Regions from separate parts of the Ovis aries genome. Here region 1 is linked to region 2. A link is a contact called in public Hi-C data. All regions are on one chromosome and are shown on one strand. The core of a region is the stretch at or near the end of the contact, and the rest is flanking DNA. Distances in the headings are between cores, read along the strand shown. Region 1 holds the start of TLE6 (TLE family member 6, subcortical maternal complex member). Region 2 holds the start of CELF5 (CUGBP Elav-like family member 5).

The links. A called contact is a pair of places that touch in the nucleus more often than the background predicts.
Region 1: a contact with region 2 is called in a Hi-C map of tail adipose tissue, with 5 times the contacts expected there. The contact joins the promoter of TLE6 here to the promoter of CELF5 in region 2. A contact is called at or near these places in 4 of 16 Hi-C or Micro-C datasets (hypothalamus, mixed tissues and tail adipose tissue).

The regions. Positions count from the first base shown.
Region 1 is chr5:18,579,154-18,583,699 of ARS-UI_Ramb_v3.0, reverse strand. It overlaps TLE6 (TLE family member 6, subcortical maternal complex member), which reads left to right and starts at 2,252. Exons shown (of 15, transcript XM_042250199.2): 1 at 2,252-2,699; 2 at 3,481-3,554.
Region 2 is chr5:18,408,529-18,412,827 of ARS-UI_Ramb_v3.0, reverse strand. CELF5 (CUGBP Elav-like family member 5) reads left to right here and starts at 1,698. Exons shown (of 12, transcript XM_042250184.2): 1 at 1,698-1,962. The coding sequence starts at 1,704.

The DNA of each region.
Region 1 (4,546 bases), core at 1,003-3,502, 170 kb before region 2:
GATGGCTGGATGGCATCACCGACTCAATGGACATGGGTTTGAGTAAGCTCTGGGAGTTGGTGATGGACAGGGAAGCCTGGTGTGCTGCAGTCCATGGGGTCGCAAAGAGTCGGACACAACTGAGCGACTGAACTGAACACAACACTGTAAATCAGTATGTGCCTAGTCATTTAGTCACGACCAACTCTTTGCAACCCCATGGACTGTAGCCCACGAGGCTCCTCTGTCCGTAGGTTTTGCCAAGTAAGAATACTGGAGTGCATTGCCATTTCCTTCTCCAGAGGATCTTCCCCACCCAGGACTGAACTGGTTCTGAATTGGCAGGCAGGTTCCTAAGCACTAGTGCCACCTGGCAAGCCCCAATACTGGAGATTTTCTATACTCCAATACAAAATCAAAATTAAAGAGAATCTCAGACCTGCACTAAAAAGTGGAACTTTCTAAGACGATGGGAATGTTATAGATCTGCAGAGAGGCCAGTCGTCCCCAGCCAGGTGCGGCTACTGAGCGGTTGACATTGATTCAGCCTGTGACCCCAGAGGAACCGAGTTTGAAATTTTATCTTGTTTTAATTCATTTTCATTTAAATAACCGCAGGTAACCAGTGGATATCGTGGGAGACAAGACAGCCCCGGATAATAAACTGGTGTGTCCGGCTGACCCTCTACAACCACGGAGAGGAGTGGAGCACGCAGAGGGAGGCAATTAGCAGGCTGGACCATAAATAAAATACACTTCAATTATGGGCCAGTGGAGGGATGGTGGGCAAAAACCTGTATTTGAGGCTTATACATGGCAGCTCTCACTTTGTCCTCCACAAACAAGCCACAGAACCCAATTTGTGTGTTTACATCTTAACCGCTGGGGGCTACACGTCCTAGGATCAGAACCCTCAGTCACCCGTTTCCCTCCCACGTCTACCCGCTCTCCACGACAAAACTCGGACTTTGGTGGGGAAGGAGATTTCTCTGGTTTGTGTGAATCCCAAGCCTGCCTACCCCCGCGCCCCTTCACCACCACTCCCCAGGACGCCCCCTTCCCCACCCCAGTGCCTGTGGCCAGGTGCAAACACATGGGAGAATCAGCATTGTGTGAGTTTTGAACACAGCAGGGTTTAGGGCTACGGAGATTACAAGATTAGCTTCAATATAAACCAGATTTGGAGAAAAATAAGAACTGTGTCCGGGGGATGGATGCCTTCCTGAACTGGTGACCTCTGAGCTAGAGTTGAAGGTGAAGTATCCAGCGGGGGGAACAGCCCAGGAGGGAACAGCCAGGGCGAAGGTTCTGGGGAGGGTACAAACTTTACCTCTCACTCCCACACTCTGCACTGGCCACTTCCCATCTCAAGCAGGCCATTTCACACCAAAAACAGGACTCCTGAACCTCTCCACACACATCCCACCCTTATCTCTGAGGTCACCCTCAAACCTAGAGTAGAATTAAGCTTCCCTCCTTGGCCTTGAACCTGGAAAAGTGTACCAGTTCCAAGGCCTTCGCAGTTCCTGCCTTTGGTTCTCAGATTTCTCAGAGCCTCAGTCCCCGGGCTTGGAGGGCTGCTGGGAAATTTCGTTGATAAAATGCACAGCCCCAGGCTTGCCTCCTAGGAGGCTGGATAAAAGGGAGCCTTTGAATTTTCCCCAAGAAAGGGGACCGAAGCTTCGTTTGCATTACACGTTATTTAATACTGAGGAGAAGGTGTTTAGCCCGTATCTAAGGATCGAGTGAGAGTGCTTCCCTTCCCCGCCTCGCCCTCAGCCAGGAGCCGCTCCAGGGCAGGACGAAAAATTGACGTGGCTTCTCACAAAACAAGAATACACACCTCCCAGTCTCTCCTCAAGCTGCACCTTGTGACCCCAAGCCCCTTGCCTTAACTAAATATTCTCATCCCTGCCGGGACCCCAAATTGCTTACAACTCTGCACGCTGCCCTTCCCCACCTCGGGACCGCAAGGGTTAAGCGCAGGCGCCGGGCCCGCTGATTGACAGTCCTTCCGGCGGCTGAGGAGAGCCGACCAATCAGAGGCGGGAGTTGAGGCCCACGTGGGTAAGCGCCCTTACGATTGGTCAGCGCCGCCGGCGGCCGCCTGCGGAGCCCGATCCCACGTGCAGCTGCTGCTAGTTCATTGACCGGCTTCGTGGTGCAGGTGGCGGCGGGGCGGGGCCGGGGCGGGCAGGGGCGGGGGCGGGGCGGGGCGGGGCGGGGCGGGGCCGGGCCCGATGGGTCAATTGGCCTCCGGGGAGGGGGGGGTGCTTCCTGTCCGCCTGAACTTGGCTGACCCTGGCGGCTTCCTTCTGGGCCACCATCCTAAGAGAGGTGGATAGGCCTTTAGATCTCTTGGCAGACCCCAAAGTCCCTGGGCTGGGGAGGAGGCGGGAAGGGTGCTGAGGGGCAGAAGTAAAGGAGTTTAGTGCCGCAGAACTGATTAGGTCTCTTTCTTCTGAGAAATTTCTAATTCACCTAGCCAACTCTTATTCATCCTTCAAAACCCCTTTCCAAATGATGTTCTCCGGTGCTTTAGGAAATTGTCTCAAAACTAAATTTGAGCTTTGATATCTTTCTCTGGGGTTCCTCCAGCCCTGGCTGCTCCTAGAAGGAAGTGTATATGTTTGGCACCATACCCTGCGCCCCACCTCGTAGAGTGAAGTCCTAGGGGGCTCCCCACCAGGAATCAGCACATCTGGAAGCCCCAGAGAGAGGTGAATGAATGAACATCGGATGTAGAGAATGCAGTCGGGTGCTGGCAGTTAGGAGATTGGAGGCCCAGGACTCAGTCCTAGAGGGAAGATCAAGGTGGGCCAAGGGTGGGGTGGGGCTGGTTGTGTCTCTGTTCCTGATCAGCCTTCTGCGCTCAGGATCTGTCATCTCCTTGTTAATTTTAGAGTCCCTGGCTAAAGTCCTTGTTACTGCAGCCTGAAGAGTGACCTCTTGGGGTCATCTCAGCCCCCACGGGCACCCTCAAAACATGGTGAGGCATTACCCCTAGGGGAGGGGCGAGGAGGCAGCAGCTGGGCTCAAATCTCTCTCTCCTGCTCCTAAGGGAGAGACATGGGCTGGCTGGCCAGGCCTTTAAGCTGGGGATACTAAGCCATCATACTTTAAGGCACTTTCGTTTTAAAATTAAACATTTTATCACCCAGGTGATAAACACCTGGCTACATCATCTATTCAGTTAATATTTTACAAGTCCCTTCCCCTTTCCTGCCCCTGACCCCATTACTTCCCAGAGAAAACCACTTCTAACAGTTTAGGCCAGGGGCCGGCAAGCTTCCATAACAGGCCGGAAAGTAAATATTTTCAACTTTATGCCAAGAATCAAGATGGAAGATACTGTGTGGGTACTTAAGTAATAACAGAGAGAGAGCAAATGACCTTCAGGTCTCAGGAGGTCCCACCCTGCCCTCTCTGAGGCTGATGACCTGACAGCAAGTATGCTGGCAGTCTGTGGGTTTCATTCATCCCCCACTTTGACTTCTCCAGGCACATCCTGAGGCCAACCTTCCAGCCCGGAACTATCAGGACATCCTGGATCAGCTCAAGCAGCATTTCCCCAGGTGAGGACAATCCCCGGGGGCTAGAGGCACCACTGTGGCCTGAAGTCTCATAGGGGGAAAGAACCCAAACTTTGTCTCCATGGCCCAAAATGCAGGACCAGTGTGGGCAGCGACCATGTTGGAGGGTGAAGCAGAAGGAAAGGAAAGCCAGTAATACCAATCCTGGCTTTCATTTCAGTTTTTGACTGTGTATGGTTCAGTGTGAATTTGCTCACATTCAATTATATTTTATAAAATACTGCATTATTCGTTCGTCTTGACACTGCCTTCAGTGTGGCACGTGGAAGGGACTAGCTCCCTTAATGGAACTGCCCTGCTGGGGGACTGAGGGCAGGGTTCATTCTGGGGAAGGGTCTTGAGGCCTCAACTTCCAGCAGGTCTGTCTTCCCCACCAGGTTCCCCACTCACTTGACGACGCAGGTGGACCTCGCTTACGGCTTGGTGAGCCCCGCCCCCACCTGTCAGCCCGTCTGGAGCCACCTGGAAAGGCTGTTGTGTTTAGTCTCATAATCCGGGTTAGGGGACACCGCCTCTACTTTGCTTGCTTTAGGCAATGCAAAGAACCCACTGAGCCCCATCTTCGTGTGTTTTTCTTCTTTTAAATGGAATTCAGTCATAGACACTTTTATTTTTTATTTTTGGCTATGCTGGGTCTTTGTTGCTGCTCTCAGGCTTTCTTTAGTTGTGGCCAGTGGGGGCTACTCTTTGCAGAGCACAGGACTCGGTAGTTGTGGCTTTCAGGCTCAGAGCTGTGGCACCTGGGCTCAGATGCTCTGAGGCATGTGGGATCTTCCCTGGCCAGGAACTGAACCCATGTCTCCTGCACTGAACCACCACTGAACCACAAGGGAAGCCCATGTGAGTTTTTCTTAATTAATAAAAACCTTGCTGTGAAAACAAGCAATTCCATATTTAAATTAAGGAGATGTTTCTTCAGGCCACAGTTGGTCAGTTCAGCAGTTTATGTTCCAGTGTGTGCTGTCTTCTGGAAC
Region 2 (4,299 bases), core at 449-2,948:
ATTTTAAAAAACTGAATTGTAGTTGATTTACAATGCTGTGTTAGTTCCAGGTGTACAGCAAGGTGGCTGTGTACATATGTATATGTATATATTCTTTTTCACATTCTCTTCCATTATAAATTGTTACAAAATATTGAATATATATAGTTCCCTGTACTATAGAGTAGGTTCTTGTTATCTATTTTATATATCTACTAATTATATATAAATACATTATATATCTATATAGATATAATATAGATATATAGCTACGAATATAAATAATGTAATACTAATATCTACTAATATAGATAATATAATTTATTGTATCTACTAATCCCAAACTCCTAACTTATACCCTCCTTCCCATTTGGTAACGATAAATTTGTTTCCTATATCTGTGAGTCTATTTGTTTTGTAAATAAGTTCACTTGCCTCATTTTGTTTTTGATTCCACATTTAAGTGATATCATATGATATTTATCTTTCTCTGCCTGACTTACTTCACTTAGTATGATAATCTCTACATCCATCCATGTTGCTGCAAATGTCATTATTTCATTCTTTTTTTATGGCTGAGTAGTATTCTGGGGTGTGTGTGTGTGTGTGTGTGTATACACAGACATGCATACCACATCTTTATCCATTCATCTGTTGATGGACATCTAGCTTGCTTCCATTTCTTGGCTATTGTAAATAGTGCTGCTATGTATCTTTGGAATGCGTGTATCTTTTCAAATTCAAGTTTTCTCCAAATATATGCCCAAGAATGGGATTGCTGGATCATATGATAGATCTATTTTCAGCTTCTTGAGGAACCTCCATACTGTTCTCCATAGTGACTGCTCCAATTTACATTCCCACCAACAGTGTAGGAGGGGTCCCTTCTTTCCACACCCTCTCTAGCATTTATTACTTGTAGGCTCTTTGATGGCCAGTGTGAGGTGACAACCTCCTTGTGGTTTTGATGGAGAGTTTTAGCAGGGGTGGCGTGATGCCCATAGAGACCTTGGCCCAAATACATCATTTCTTTCTAAATATTTTGAACAGTATGTGCCCGTGGCAAGTGTGACCAAAAGTGTTGCTGAGGATAGAACACAAAGATCGCTGTTTCTGTTCCGTAAGTTACAAGCTTAAAAGTGCTGAGCACAGTATTATAAAAATGCTCTTCCTTGTTGCTGTTATTTTTGTTATTATTAAGGTTATTATTCTGTCTGCTTAAACATTCCATGGACAGTCCTGTAAAAGCCAAGTGAGCGCCCTATAGAACTGTGTGCTACTTTTTGTGTTTTTCTGGTGTTATCAATGGGAAGACTTCGAGCCACCTCGAAGCCCGGTCGGTCCTGCCTAAAGATTTGCCGTCACGCACCCAGAAGGCAAGGGTTACGAGCCCGCTGGCCTCAGTTTACCGGCCCGGACTGGGCGGCCAGGCGGGATGCCGGTTGTCTGGGATGCAGGATGTGCGATTCGGGATAGACGATGCGCGCGGGGGCGCCGCCGCGGCGAGGCGCGCTCTGGCCGCCAGGGGCCGCTGCGGAGCCGCCCTTTTGTGGTCCTGATGCTGGCGCGAGCGGGCGCGCGGAGGAGGGAGGAGGGCGCGGGGACCGGGCGGGAGGGAGGCGGGAGGCGGTGTCCGTCGCTCCAGCTGCGAGTCCGCCCGCCGCCCGCCGCCGCCGCCGCCGCCGCCGGCTCGGTCCCGCGCCCGCCGCCCGCCTTCGCCCGCCATGGCCCGCCTGACGGAGAGCGAGGCGCGCCGGCAGCAGCAGCAGCTCCTGCAGCCGCGGCCCTCGCCCGTGGGCAGCAGCGGGCCCGAGCCCCCCGGGGGGCAGCCCGACGGCACGAAGGACCTGGACGCCATCAAGCTGTTCGTGGGCCAGATCCCGCGCAACCTGGACGAGAAGGATCTCAAGCCGCTCTTCGAGCAGTTCGGCCGCATCTATGAGCTCACGGTGCTCAAAGACCCCTACACGGGCATGCACAAAGGTGGGCGCCCGGCTCGCTCCCCTCCCCTCTCCTCTCCTCCCTCGGCCTCCCCACCCCACCTTCCGGCATCTTCTCCCCGCCACCAACCTCTCCTCATCTCCTCCCTCCGCTTGCCACTGCCACGGCATCATTTCTTCCCCCCCCCAACCCCGTTCTACCCACCCCCTCCTCCCCCCTCTGGGGGTGCAGCTGACAGATCCGAGCTGGCCCCCTCCCCTCCTCCGCCTCCACTCCCTCCCTCCCCACCTTCCGGCATTCTCTCTCTCTGTCTCTCTCTCCCTCTCCCTCTCTCTCTCTTCTCTTCCCTTTTCTCTCCTCTCTCATCTCCCCCTACCTCCCATCCTCCCCCACCCCCAGCATCCTTCCCTCTCTCCCTCTCCCTCTTATTCCCTCTAGACCCCCACCCCTTCCTCCCTCCCTCACCCACTCTTTCTTGCCCCTTTGCTGGGAAGCTGCCTGAACACTGCCACCCCTCCCTGTGCCCCCCCCCCCCATTCATTTGGCCTCCCCAGGCCCCGTCGGGGAAGTTTGCACCACTGGATTTCATTGCTTTGGTCATTTTCACAAAGCCAGGCCGGCGGGGCAGGTCCAGCCGGCCGCGGGGGACACGGATGCTCAGGATCTCGGGCTAATCGGTAACTACAAAGAAAGCGGGTGGGGGGTGGGGGTGCAGGCAGCTAAGCCAGTCAGGGGGGAGCGCCGGCCTCTTGGGTGGTTCAAAGGCTACCGTGTGCCCTCCCCGCCATGCCCACCCTCTCTGTTTGGATCAGCATTCCCCCTCCATTTCTCTGTGCCCCCCACTGGCCCCCTCCGCACCCAGACTGCCGCCTCCACCTTTGGCTTGAGTTAAAACTGGCCAAGCCTGTTAGCAGTGTGTTGAGGGCTGAGGCCAAACACGATGAGCTTGGGCTGTCCATCTGGCAGAGCCCAGATCCTGGGGTGGACGGGGAGGTGTGGGCGACCTGTGAGCCCAGCAGAGGAGGCAGGTCGGGTGGGAAGGCCTGCCTGCCTCCCTGCCACCTGATTCTCTGTTGGCATGCTGAGAGGGGGTGCTGGGGACTGTGGCCCCAGCCCTGGGCTCAGATCATGGCACAGTGTCTGAATTGGGGTGGCCCTGGCAGTTCTCCTGACAGGGGATGGGGACTGGGGGGTGGGGACGGTGAAGACTGTGCTGACACCCTCTGTGGGACCCTGGAGGGGCCTTGGGGTTGGATCAGGGCCCATGACCTATTTCAGACTGCATTCATCCCCGTCTTCCTCTCTGTGTGGCAAGCATGGTAAGCATGAATACGTGTTTGTTGAATGAATGAATGAATGAATAATGAACGAATGGATGAGTCAATGAATGATAGGCTGGGACAGGCCATTGGGAGGATCTGGTGGGTTGAAGTCCAGGCCTGCCACTTCAGCTAGCCCCTCCAGCTGGTACCCAAGGGGAGGAAAGCAGCTCCTCCCATCCCCCATCTCTTTCAAATCCAACCATCACCAAAAAAAAAAAAACGGCCTGGAAAATCTAACCGCTCCCTGTGGCCTAGGAGGGCAAAGGGCTTGTGCTCACCCATGAGTCAGGCTGAGGGGTCCACGGCTGTGTGAGGGGTCTTTCCACAACCCGTACCCCCGGTATGTCCGAAGGGCTCATTTCTAGAAAGATTCTGATGGAGGTGGTGTCCATGTGCCCCCCCAAACGTTGAATGAAAGGCTGCTGGCGAGCTCTGGGTCTCGGAGACAGATGGGGCGTGGGGAGATGGAGCCACCCGGTGGTCCTCCCTTCTTTTCTCATTTTTAAATCTCTCCTGGAGAACCCTACCACCCCCACAGCATGGAAGGGTAAGGGAGAGATTGGCTGGATTTTCACTGACCTGAGAGCCTTAGTTTACCTATTGTCGACAGAACAGGGTCTCATGAATGCGGGGTTTGTTTTTTTTTCCTGGCTGGAGAATGTTGGGACTGGGGGTGCCTCAGTGTGTTTCCCATTTGCAGTCTTTCCTTGGAGGGTGAAAATTAAGAAGCTGGGTATCCATGACATCCACTTTGCAGGAGCCCTAGGCAGGTTGGAGCCCCAGATAGAGGGCCTGGGGGTAATGGGGTGGAGGGCCTTCTCCCCATATCCACCTGCCCAGCCCAGTACCCTCAGGACACCAATGGAGGCTCCTCCTTGTCCCACCTGTGCTGGGCCTGGTAGGACCTTATCTGTGGGAAGGAGTTGAGGGGGTGTTGAAGGTGGGAGTTGTCTCAAGGGCCAGAAGCTCGGCCGGAGGCCTGTTGTGGGGGCGCTTAGCTGTGTGACTTCTGGCGAGTGGCTGTCCCTCTCTGGGCCTCAGCCAAAGGGAAGTGGAA